Linked DNA regions of Hordeum vulgare: regions 2, 3 and 4 are each linked to region 1. A link is a contact called in public Hi-C data. All regions are on one chromosome and are shown on one strand. The core of a region is the stretch at or near the end of the contact, and the rest is flanking DNA. Distances in the headings are between cores, read along the strand shown. Region 1 holds the start of LOC123443250 (TOM1-like protein 9). Region 2 holds the start of LOC123443252. Region 3 holds the start of LOC123443249. Region 4 has its middle 280 kb from the start of LOC123445799.

What was found. A called contact is a pair of places that touch in the nucleus more often than the background predicts.
Region 2: a Hi-C map of leaf shows a contact between it and region 1, with 5 times the contacts expected there. The contact joins the promoter of LOC123443252 here to the promoter of LOC123443250 in region 1. A contact is called at or near these places in 3 of 6 Hi-C or Micro-C datasets (leaf and seedling).
Region 3: a contact with region 1 is called in a Hi-C map of seedling, with 6 times the contacts expected there. The contact joins the promoter of LOC123443249 here to the promoter of LOC123443250 in region 1. A contact is called at or near these places in 3 of 6 Hi-C or Micro-C datasets (leaf and seedling) and 1 of 1 datasets of contacts at active chromatin or transcription factors (embryo).
Region 4: a contact with region 1 is called in a Hi-C map of leaf, with 7 times the contacts expected there. The contact joins the enhancer-like site here to the promoter of LOC123443250 in region 1. A contact is called at or near these places in 2 of 6 Hi-C or Micro-C datasets (leaf and seedling).

Annotation. Positions count from the first base shown.
Region 1 is chr3H:133,994,659-133,997,657 of MorexV3_pseudomolecules_assembly, forward strand. It overlaps LOC123443250 (TOM1-like protein 9), which reads left to right and starts at 1,464. Exons shown (of 10, transcript XM_045119569.1): 1 at 1,464-1,830. The coding sequence starts at 1,730.
Region 2 is chr3H:134,890,893-134,893,891 of MorexV3_pseudomolecules_assembly, forward strand. LOC123443252 reads left to right here and starts at 1,557. Exons shown (of 6, transcript XM_045119570.1): 1 at 1,557-1,801; 2 at 2,793-2,999. The coding sequence starts at 2,982.
Region 3 is chr3H:133,430,132-133,433,130 of MorexV3_pseudomolecules_assembly, forward strand. It overlaps LOC123443249, which reads right to left and starts at 1,377. Exons shown (of 3, transcript XM_045119567.1): 1 at 624-1,377; 2 at 316-447; 3 at 1-227. The coding sequence starts at 1,016. The coding sequence ends at 54. LOC123443248 (eukaryotic translation initiation factor 3 subunit L-like) reads right to left here. Exons shown (of 7, transcript XM_045119566.1): 4 at 2,471-2,619; 5 at 2,298-2,391; 6 at 1,894-1,965; 7 at 1,461-1,791. The coding sequence ends at 1,747.
Region 4 is chr3H:134,517,488-134,520,486 of MorexV3_pseudomolecules_assembly, forward strand. No RefSeq gene overlaps it. Among protein-coding and RNA genes, the nearest start is that of LOC123445799, 280 kb to the left of the region's middle. Within about 2 kb of position 1,559, at least 3 of the 3 cell types and tissues checked have open chromatin away from gene starts, as enhancers often do. A contact at or near this core is called in leaf and seedling, where this site is marked.

The DNA.
Region 1 (2,999 bases), core at 214-2,713:
TTTGAAAGGTATTATATTTAGGAACAGAGGAAGTAGTAAACCAAATAGGAAATATCTATGTGTGTGTTTGCAACTACCAGATTAATTACCATCTCAAGTCATCATAGATGTTCAGATCCTCAACAATGGTGGCATGGTTTGAAAATAATAGCTATCTCCACAGTAATCGCTTCAATCAAGGACGAAGCCCGCTCCCTGGCATTTGTCGGAGCCACGAGACTAGCTAGCCTTACGCATGTAACCTGAAACCATATTAGGGGCTGAGCAACCCCACTTCTTCACCCCTCCTCACTCGATCGCCATGAACACGCCTTCTAGCGCACACGTCCATGGCATCACCCTGTAACTTTCTCCCCTTCTATCAATGAAAAGATACGCTATCTAAGCGTATTCACCTTTTTTTTGTTATCGAACATCTATTCTATAGCATGAGATTGGGGAGATGCTACTGCAAGTCATCATAACTATTCAGATCAAATACTGTAATTAATTGTTACTGAACAAGTACGAGCCTATGACAATGCTTAGCAATGCACAATACAGAACCGAAAGCTCTCTAGATCGAACGAAGTGGCTTACCATCCGGTGGTGGCAGCAACTCGTGTCTTTCTCAGGCTCCGACGATGGCTGTCGCTCGAAGTGAGTCCACGGGCCTTTGTTGTTGCTTCCCCAGTGTCGGTAGGACGAAGCTTCACCTGCGACGGGGAGGAACAAGTCTTGATGGATGCGCTGGAATTTAACCTAGCTAGGGCGTCGTCCCATGCTCTGTTCTCTCCTCTGATCCTCTCCTCTGCGTGACTGTGTGTGCTTGAGGTGTGTGTGTTTAAGGGGTTCCCCTCACTAGGATTGAACGGAATGAAGGGGAAGGCCCAAAATATTCCAAAATATTTTATGTGGGCTGGGCTGGGGGAGGTGGAAATATGGTGTGCAAGGTCTTTGTTTTGTTTTTTTTTAAGTGAAATAATTTGGTTTTAAACTGAAAAGACCCAAAATGAACATGGCTTGCTGTTTTGCAAACTGACACCATATGAGAACATGAAAAATCAAAATTTCGATTTCGTTTTGGATTTTTTTCATTCGGTTTTCAGTTTAGGTTTGATTTTACACATCTTGACCTATGGCAGGCAAACCTAAAGGAACATTGCTGACCAGTGGCGTGATTTCATGTCTTCCTTGTAAAAACAAAAAATAAAAAATAAATTCAGACCGGGAGTCTTTCTCAAAAAGAAAATCATTTAAATTCTTATGATTTTCTTTGCACGGGTTCATCCACTGTCCCGTTCAAAACCGAAGCCTACGTGAAGAAACGAATTAATTAGGCGAAACAAAAAATCACGCGCTCCAAAGCGAGTGTCGGACAGCTCAGATCACGCAAAAACACACGCTGCCACCGCCAGATCCCGTCACCTAACTGCCCCCCATCTATTATCACATCATCATCACCGTCGTCGTCGTCGCCGCCGCCGAAGCATCGAACACCCACACAGTGCACACTGTACAGCTAATTTTCGCACGACCTATAAACAACCGGAACAAAAAAGAAGAGGGAAAAAAAGAGGAGCCAGGCCTAGCCAAGCCCTGCCCGCCCACCGAGAAAGGAACGCGGCCAATCTGGTGGCCTCGTGCTCGCAGCCAATAGCCCGCCTCCGATCCGCATCCGGCCGAGCGGCGCAGCCTCCGGGGCCAGGGCCGGTCGGGCGGGCTCCCCTGTCACCGGCGGCGACGCGCCATGGCCGGCGCCATGGTGGACCGGGCCACCAGCGACATGCTCATCGGCCCCGACTGGGCCAAGAACATGGAGATCTGCGACATCTGCAACCGCGACCCCGGGTACGGTCCCCTCCCCCTCGCCCAGCCGATCCCTGCCGTGTCGCCCGAGATAGTAGGAGTGCGTTGCCATGCGTGCTACGTACGTCGGGTGGTTGGCTGGCCTGTCCGCCCGTGGCGTCTTACGCGGGGGAGCTATGTCGTGGATGGAGTTGGCACGATCTGGGGTAGGATGGAGCGTGATTTTATGTTGTGGGGCGGCGTGATTGCTGGAAATGCTTCTAATCCCGACAAATTCTTATGAGCGGTTAGTTTTGACCGGAACGAGACAAACGGCTCGAATTTGGATCTTCCTGGAGTGCCCAAGTCAAATACGGAGATACAATTCTTGGAATTGCGATTTTGCGAGCCGTGGATCTGGTTCCATCCATTTGCGTTCTGGTTTCTGGGGATACGATGTTCGATCGTATACTGGTGTTTTTAAAAATTCTCATTCATTGTTGAATGGAGATTCGCTAGTGCATATAAATTCTGTTTGTTGGTTATGCTAAGCTCAAGGACATTCTGCAGTTGACCCAATTATCAAGAGCGTGCTAGTAGTCTACCCCTGTGGCATTGATCAGTATCGTTCGTTTTGCTGGATAGATAAATGAACCAAATGGCTATTTCACCCCGTGTAAATTTCTGTAGTGATAGCTTGCACATGACCCATACCGTGTTTGAATATTTTCCCCTCTAGTATGGACTGGATGCCTGATTTTCTCAAGGAGAAAATATATCTCTAGAGTCAGGTTTTTACAAGCTTCGATCAATCCACTCATTCAATAACCTGAGAGTTACATAAGTTATGCCTCGTTCTTGGACCTTAAGGCAAAACATAGAAAGTAAAGAAATGGAAACAAAATGGCTGCTCCTGGAGGCACTTGCTTAGAGCTGCATGAACAATGCAGGTTATTTAGACCCTCACAAGGCACATGAAAGATGAGAAGGACTATGTTGTGAAGTTCCTTACAATCCTGAAGACAACTTTACAACTTTTTAATCTTCCGGTTGCAGTTTCTATGCTTCTTTTAGAAGTAAGATTTTATTGCTTCTGGTCTCTGCACCCACATGTAGTTCATCTTTACGAAGTTCAGCTAAAAAGAGCACCACAGCTTGCAAATATCCAGGACAAAAGAAAGCAACTAAGTCATGCCAACATCGCCTAGTTGCCAACAGTTTTTATGCTATGT
Region 2 (2,999 bases), core at 307-2,806, 900 kb after region 1:
CCTCACTGACCAGCAAGCCTATGAAGGAATCACTCACTCCCGGTGGAGAGCATCATGGAATGTTGAAGAAGGAGGGTTGGTGATGACGAAGACCGAAGATTCCCCTCTCCAGAGCCCCAAACGGACTCCAGATTTGACCTCCTGATGAAAACACGAGGTGGCGGCGGCTCCGTATCGTAAAACGTGATGAAACTTCCTCCCCTATTGTTTTCTTCGAAAATAGGATTTATAGTGCTAGAGTTAGGGTCAGCCGAGCCCCGTGGTCCCCACTACCCACCAGGCCGGGGGGTGACGTGCCCTCGTGCCTAGTGGGTGTCTTGGGCCTCCCCTCTAGTGAGTCTTGGTTCCAATATTTTTTTATTCCATAAATCAGAAAGTTTTGTTCAATTCCGAGAACTTTTATTTCTGCACAAAAAATAACACCATGGTAATTCTGCTGAAAACAGTGTCACTCTGGGTTAGTTTCGTTCAAATCCTGCAAATTAGAGTCCAAAAAAAAAAGCAAAAGCGTTAAGAAAAGTAGATACGCTGGAGACGTATGAAGCATCGATTCCTGGCGGCCTTAATGACTGCACCACTTGGGCTCGATTCGGTCAAACTTGGATGAGAACAGCTCGCGAGAGCACGAAGCACCGCAAAATCTTGACGAAGTTATCCAACATCCTTCCTGACATAGGCAAGGCCTCGTCCGGTTCAGTTGTTGAGATAGAGCGCCAGATCCATCAATGTGGGTCAGGTCTAGTAAAGTGAGAGCGCAAAGCGACATGAACCCAGTTGTGCCATATCCCATCGCGTGCCAATAAAATGTGAGCGGACGATACAACTGGCGCTTGGGGGTCTTGATCATCATCATCAACCCCCGCACCCACACGGGATGTGTGTGTATAGTGTGAGATCGTGTGCCAATAAAATGTGAGCGGACGATACAACTGACGCTTGGGGGTCTTGATCATCATCATCAAACCCCGCGTCCACACGGGATGTGTGTGTATAGTGCGAGATCGCGACAAAAGTCTGTAACCACATGGTATGCGGGTCCATGGCAAGTCAACCCCCGTGTCACTATTGCATACAACATCACTATATCTACCCGACACACAAATGTCTATCAAAAGTACAAAAAAAGAATTTCACATAAATTATGAAAACAGAACAATACTGAAAAAATTCAAAGCTATCATACCAAACACACGTTACATAGAAAATGTAAAACACACATATCTCGAAAGTGTCCATAACGGATAGAGTATGCGTGCGTTTATAAAAATTAGTTTATGTGCGTCTACATAAACATTTCCGAATGTACTACGTAAGAAAAAACTTTGCAGAGAAAATGTAAAACACACACATACAAACATGACAGAGCAGTGTGTTTTGTACTACCTGGTATGGGCAGGGGCTGACGTGGTGGCAAGGGCACATGGGGGCGCGTCTCCCCGGGAAGGAAACATTCGCGTCCACACACACGCCGGCCGCAGCTGATTACCCCCTCTCCCTCCCAGCTGCCTTTTTCTCTCTATCACCACCTCCCTCCGTCCCTCCCACCCATCCTCTTTCTCTACCTCCCCACCTCTCTCTCTCTCTCTCTCGGCGCCCATCTCCCCAAAAAACCCTAAAGCACGCGCCTTTCCCCACCCACACTCCCCCTAAATTCCCACCGGAGCCGCCGCCGCGCCGCCACGGAGGCCCAGCCCGCGCCCCGGCGTTGTTGCGATCCCTTCCCTGGCGGCCGCGACGCCCCTCGCCGTGGATCGTGCTTGCCGAAGCGTCCGGGCCGGGGCGAGCCTTGTCCTCCTCACAGGTTTGGTTTGATCTACTCGATCCCGTCTCTGCGAGCTCCTCCTGCTTTTTTCTGGTGGATCTGGTGAGGGGGCAGGGGCTCAGTCGTTTTCACCCTATAATCTCTCGGCATCCCTTTTTTTCTCCCCGGGCCAAATCTTTTCCGTTTCTTGCCTTCTCTCCGAGGCCCCGCGGTAGATTCACGACTGACGGGTGTAAAAAAAAACATGGATTTAATCTCCGTTCGGTCTAATCGATGGCTACATCTCCACCCCATTTTGGATTAATGATTTCATGGAGGAAGGTTTGATGGTTGTCCCTTGGTAGCTTGCGTGGTCCGGTAAGTTTTCGGAAGGGGATCTGCTGGTTCGTCCAAGGAGCGACGCTTTTTTTCTTTTTCCTAGGTTTCGCGGCTATCATTTCATGGATCTCGGCGAGGAGGCTCTCCGCCAGGCCAAGAGCGGTGGGGGAGAGGGGCTCATGGGGGGTGGGCTGTACTGTTTGCCTTGCCTGCTTTTTTTCTGCGTGGGGTCTTGGGCAGTGTTTCCAGCTGTGCATGGGCCTCTCGGGACTCGAGCTCCACCTCCAACTCCGTGGCTCTCGGATGCTGTCGCCGCGCGTCTATATTTCATGTCGCCAAAAGAAAGGGTCGAAGCTTAAGCTGAGCTCCGCGGTCAGTAGCAAGGTCGGCCTGCACCGCACAGCTTCGCTTAGTTCCTTATTAGTAGCTGCGTGTGTACACGTCTCCGCACAAGTAGCTGTGTGTGCGTGTCTCCTCTCATTTTGGTATGCATGGTATCTGCTTAGGATTAGTTGGAGATGTAGCTGGGTTACATTCATTACCACCTCTCTCAGCTTCGTCTGCTGTGTGATTGTTTACCTTTGTGTCGTGTCGTTCTCTATATTCCATGAGCTGAATGTGTTTGCTTGCATGCATGCATGCATGCATGGATGGCCCAAGATAGCCATCTTCGCGTTTCGTTCCTCGTCTAATGCTTGCTTCTTTGTTTCAGGCTTTCAACCTAGCGTACCTAGCCATCTTTTTTGAGACGTGTGTTCAGGGTTCTGCATGATGATCCAAGCTGCGTTTTGTTTCTCCTGTGCGTGCTGCTTCGGTGTTTGAGCTGTTCCGTTCCGTTACTGGATCATCACAAGATTGACCTGCAGGAAGGGAAGGTGTTCTGTGTTGTGTGCAAGTACCAATGGAAGTGCCTGCAGTA
Region 3 (2,999 bases), core at 127-2,626, 560 kb before region 1:
TTTCCTCGTCTCATGTGTGCTATGTTTTTCTTTCACTCCTTCCTTACTGCAAACTAAATACCTAGCAGATAAGGTATCGTCTGCTCTCTCTTTTTTTTGTGTGTCCACCTAACACTGAATCCTTTCTTTTTTGCATATGCATTATAGAACTCGTATGCCTCATCTTCAGAATGAAAACACATTCCTTCCTTTGACACAATTTTATTTGAAGATGCATTCGGATTATCCTGTTACACACATGAAATACACCGACTTCATCGACATTGTAGTATAAATAAAATTTTTAAAGTCGATGCATTGTAGTATTTTTTTTACCTTCTCAATCAAACAGTTTTCTTCTCCTTTATCATTCTTTTTGCTTGGTGTCATAGGCTCACGGCTCGACTCATACACTGCGCTGTTCCTCGATAAAGGGTGCAACACTTTCTGTCCTTCCAGCCATTGAAACTGCATAATGTCAAACATCATCAATTTAATCACTTTCAAGTTTGATTCTACAACATATGATATTATGCTTTGGCTTAACAAGACTGCTATATGATTATCGGCTAGCATGACTAAATACGCATGCATGCACAAAAATAAAGAGCTAGCACATGGCTATTCACATGCAGCCTGCTTACCCCGGCATCGTCCTCTCCTCTGATGGATGTGGTCGTATGGGTGCAGTCTCGTACAGCCGCCGCCGCCGTGGACTTCGTCTGCTTGTCCTCCACACCTTGCCGCACGGCCGCCACCAACACGTACTCGGTCCGGCCGTCCCCCATGACGCCTTGATGCACGCCTGCAGGGAACGTGATGTCCGTTGGGGCAACAGCATGGCGTACAGCCCCAGCCACCATGAATGAGCTATCTGATCCGTTGGCCGACGAGGAGTTGGCCCCGCTGGCCGCAAGGACGTGTTCCGCCCGGCCAGCAACATGGCGAGCAGCCGCCGTGGTCGAGCAATCCAGACTGCCGCCGTGGTCGAGCAATCCAGACTGGCCGCCGGCAACGATGCCGTTCAGCACGGTCATGGATGAGATGTCTCGATAGCGTGATGCCGTGTGGGTGCCAAAGCCGATGAGGACAAGCGAACTCTAACTTGGTCGTGCATACAGGGTACGGCAGGAATCGATAGTTGGGAAGAGAAACTGATGGCAGATGTGATTCCTGCTTTGAGATTGTGGAGGCAACGTGGCATACATCGGAGGGGGTCTCACGGGCAGCAAAATGAGACCGCCGAAATAGCATCCATCGACAGTTAATACAGGCAGAGATTTCCTCTAATTACGTATGTTAGTTAATCTTAACAGCAGCAGCGACCGTCCCCTTCGCGGAGCCACATTGTTGGGCAGTGAGCTAGGAAGCACCCATGAGTGGCTGTCATAGGGATGAGGATGGAGCGATGCATTGAACCCACAGGAACGCGTGGCTAAAATGCAAGGCAACTGATGAGCGTTGTGCAATCAGCTTCCAGATTTAATACTTGTGAGCCAAAACATGTGCCCACCCAATTGGATAAACACGGAAGGTATCTCAAGTTCTCAACTAGTAACTGACGGATTACTCATCAAATAGCAAACAGGAACTAAAAAAACAGGATAATACAGTGAATTGCCAATGCTTCACCGAGTCAAACTGTGTACTAGAAGGCACAAATAATGCTCTGCTAACATTAGTCGCCACAAGTGTCTCCCGTAAAAGGAAAAAGGAAAATGAAAACATGATCTGGGATGTTTCTCTCCTCGATGATCTTTACCATGCTCAGTCAAGCTGTACCTTGTCCAATTCAGCAATGGTTTCTTCAAACTGTAGGATATTGAAAAAGGAAGTTTAGACTATGGTCTAACAATAAATGTGTTATTTATAGTAAGAAAAGGGGGAACTATCGTCAAGTGGGGTTTCAAGTACCTTTAAAATCTGTCTTAAAAAGTAGTCCCCATGGCGCTTGGTCGACTTGGACTCCACGACATGAATAACATCCTAATTGAATACAGATCGTTCATATGTAATTAATCATATTAGTCATACATTGCCGAAGTAGGCAAGAGACTTGAGAAAGCACAAGTTAACACAATCATGGTTGAACTTGAGAAGAATCTTTTTCGTAACAAAGTTCATTCCAGCAAGGAGCTCCAATTATCTACAGACTACAGCAGCTCAATGGAGTACCACGGGCTAGCAATTGATATAGTGAAGATATTAACTTCTAAGATGCAGCAGAAAAAAACCAACTCGTAATAAAGAAATCAGCACAACATAATATGTTGATGCAAAAAACTTATCTTAGGCACAGAAAGGAGAACTGACATTACCTCATTAATATAGAAATCAAAGTCTGCACTGGATACAATTTTCCCATTACTGTCAACTGCATGCATTTTGTGCTTGTACGTCATAAGAATAGACCTGTCCAAATATTTGAATGTTTCTTATGCCTACAGACAAATCAAAAGAACTAACAACCCAAGTTAATGATCATACAGACCTAAGTGTTGCCTCATCCATTTCCATATACTGGGCAAGTTTGGTAATGGTAATTGCTGAGTATAACTTTAGATAGCTCCGGATACCAGAAAGGAGCTGTTGCTGCTTCACTTCATAAAGGAACAGCTTCAACTGAAGCCGATAGGCGTCCTGTCACATAACAGGAAAACTAATCAACTATTTATTCTGTATGTCTCGTCTTCCATTTTTGGGGGGGAAACAAATTTACAGGTCAAGGAAATAGAAGTAATTCTCAAGGAATAAGAACGTCAAAATATATACAGTACAGCAACCAAAATGTTCAAAAGTACATCCCTTAAATTGACAACAGTATACTAGCTTCCATCTGACCATTTGCAACCAACATGCTAGCAACTTAAGTGATAAGAAAACTAGCCTCTTTATGCATCAACTTTACTGCATGGGCTGCCTTTAGCAAATCTCTTGTTCCCAATCTACGTTTCTTGTATGTATGTTTGGTACCCTTAATGAAAAGATGACCTGGTGAAACTGAATGTCCTCTTAAGAAC
Region 4 (2,999 bases), core at 309-2,808, 520 kb after region 1:
AGCATTAACTCGTTACGGGTGGCCTTCAGGAACCTTTGAGGAGATACAGAAAGAACTTCTTAGGTTGCATGCAAAGTTGTCAGAATCGCGATTCAGAATCGGATGGGAGCTCCGTTGCTAGGATCGTGAATCGTAGAATCTTAACTATCAGGATCATAGAAACTTAGATTCTATGAGCAAAATCATAGAATCAGAGGGGCTAGTTTGGATCCTAAGATCGTAAGATTCTAAGACTTGAGTCACGATTCTGACAACTTTGATTGCATGGAAGATGGATGAAGCGGCGACATAAGAGTGAATCATTCCTAAATTATGCAGCAGAACATACTTCTTTATGGAGTGTCGTCTGCATGCGCCTACGACGGATGAAATGGGTTGGGCTTTTACCTTTCGCACGTCTGGCTGAGGCCACTAAAACCTCATTGTTATTCGAGACACATTTCTATTCAAGTCACATTTCAAAGAGACTGGAACAGATAATTAAGATAAAAGTACAACCGAATTAAACGATATGATTGAATTTAAAAACTACAACCTAAAAAATACATGAAGACATCATCGTCATCCTCCGTCGATGCAGCACTCTGGCCCTTCAACGATGCGATAGTCTTGGCCTTGATGCTCGGCATGAAGATATCGTCTTCGTCGTCGTTGTCGGCAGTCCATAAAAAAATATGTTCTGCCGCGTGAAAGAAAATGGCGGAAGGAATGAAGGAATAAGGTGTCGGGAAACTAGGAAAGGGTGGCGGGAAATTAGGGAGAGGATGACGGGAAACTAGAGATAAAATTATGATGCAAAATATGTAGCATGCACTAGTCCGTTTCGACGAAGCCAATTAGTAGTACTAATTGCTTTTACCGGAGCCGATTAGTACTAATTGACATCGCCGAAGCCGGCTGGAACCCTATCAACTTCATCGAAGCCGACTGAATCCTGAATTCTATTTTTGAAAAACTTTCAACATATGCATTATTTTTTGAAATCATGAAAATAAATGTATTATTTGAAAAAAATAGCTGTTCTTACTGGCAGTTACTGCATAATTAAGCAGATTACATCCATCTACCCGCTAGGGCTAAGGGTCGATCGGCCTCAGCCGAAGACGCTCTCTGGTTATGCACCAAAGCATGGACCTAATCATGGACCGAACACCACATGTCGCCCATGCATCGTCCATGTGGCCGGCCGCAGGGGGCTGTCAGCTATAATTAAGCTTCTTGGAGTCGGCAACAGTGGTTTAAACTGCCTTCCTCTCTGGTTAATCTGGCCTGTGTACACGATGCATGCATGATATGATGCCGTGCTTGACCAATAAGTATAGCTCACATCGGTACATCGCCGCATCAAATCGCCCAGTACGCGTGGTACGTATTCTTACGAGTCGGGTCTATCGGTACGTTGGATCGAAATCTGACGGCTCATGTACGCCACGAAAAGATTACTGGTGGAATAATACGTACTGTCTCGATCGATCGATCGATCGATCTCTCTCGCCGCGCGGCGTTTGGGCCCACAGAAACCCTATGATGTGAGAGCCACTGCGCAGACAGAGGTAGCTATGTCTCGGACCTATGGACGTGACGTAGTACTAGTTAATTATTTGAGCCCTAGGGTTTTCCACTGTGCCGGCCGGGCACAACGCTTTAGGCAGCAGATATGGTGGTTTTTTCCAGGGTGGTGGAACGAACGTATCCTCTATTCAATTATTATCCCTCTCTTTCTTTCCAGAACATGTTGCCTACTCTAAGATTAACGGTGTGTAGTAGTTTATCTTAGTACTAGCAACTAAGAATTTCTTAGTGATAACGTTAGTATTACCTCTTGTATGGTGAAGGATTAGACTTTGGTACTTAACTTTTATGTTAGAATAAAATCTTGGTAAATCTTAAGATGGTATTCCCGGTTTAATCTTTCGAAGGTGTTTATAGGAATAGGATGGGCGTATGTGCGTTCGTAGAGGTAAAATCTTGGTATATGAACGCTTGTCTCTATATTATGTTAAAAAAAATAGATTGACTGTTCGAGTAAAATATCGTGTATTGCGTGCTTCTCCAGTATAAACTGTGTGTGTAAGTAATAGACATATCCACCACCAAAAACAAAAACTAATCCGACTAAAAAACAGTAATAGACATATTATAGTATTCGCTTTTTAAATAAAGTTTGAAACACTCATTTTTAAAAAAAATCAAGTATAGACGTATGCGTTTATATATACTTCTTTTGTTTTTAAATATAAGCATTTTAAAGATTCCACTATAAAACTATATATGAATAGTTATAGAGCTATTTTTATAGGAGTATATCTAGTAGCAACTTATATACTCTGGACTACAATTTTCTATCAATTTTCAGTCGACAATTTATGCAACACAATTTTCTATTGTCCCTGTTATGTTGTTCTTAACCAGACATGCGGTTTTCAAATGATACCTTAGCACACAAGCAGAAATACACACTACGAGAATTAGGACTTTCAGTTATTGAAAGTTAAAACAAAAGCATTTGTCGTATAGATGAAACTCCATTGGTTCCTTGCTGCCGCCAGCTTACCCTTGAACCGTCATGCTAGTTCCCGGAGGGTGGGGGGGGGGGGGGGGGGGAGGGGTTCGTTGTAGCCAATTTTTTTATTTCATATGAGCTTTGTCTCTTTTATGGACAAACTTGCCCTCCTATGCTTGCATGCTGGCCCCGTCACTGCACTACCGTCAATCTCTTTTAGAGCACGAGCGCCGCCGCGTGGCCTCCTGGGTTCCTAGTTGCCGCTGCCGTCAATGCCTTATTTCTCTTGTATTTGATATTTTGATCCCTTCTTCACTTTTTATCTCTCTCAACTGAAGCTTACACGAATGAATCAAATCAAATCAGATGAACAAAAATACACTAACCTAAGGGGGGTAGATAGGAGGGGAGTCTACTGACTTTTGAAGATCAAGGAGGGATCCCACAAATTAGGATCTCGACCTCCATTAATTAATTTAAAATGGCTAGAAATCTG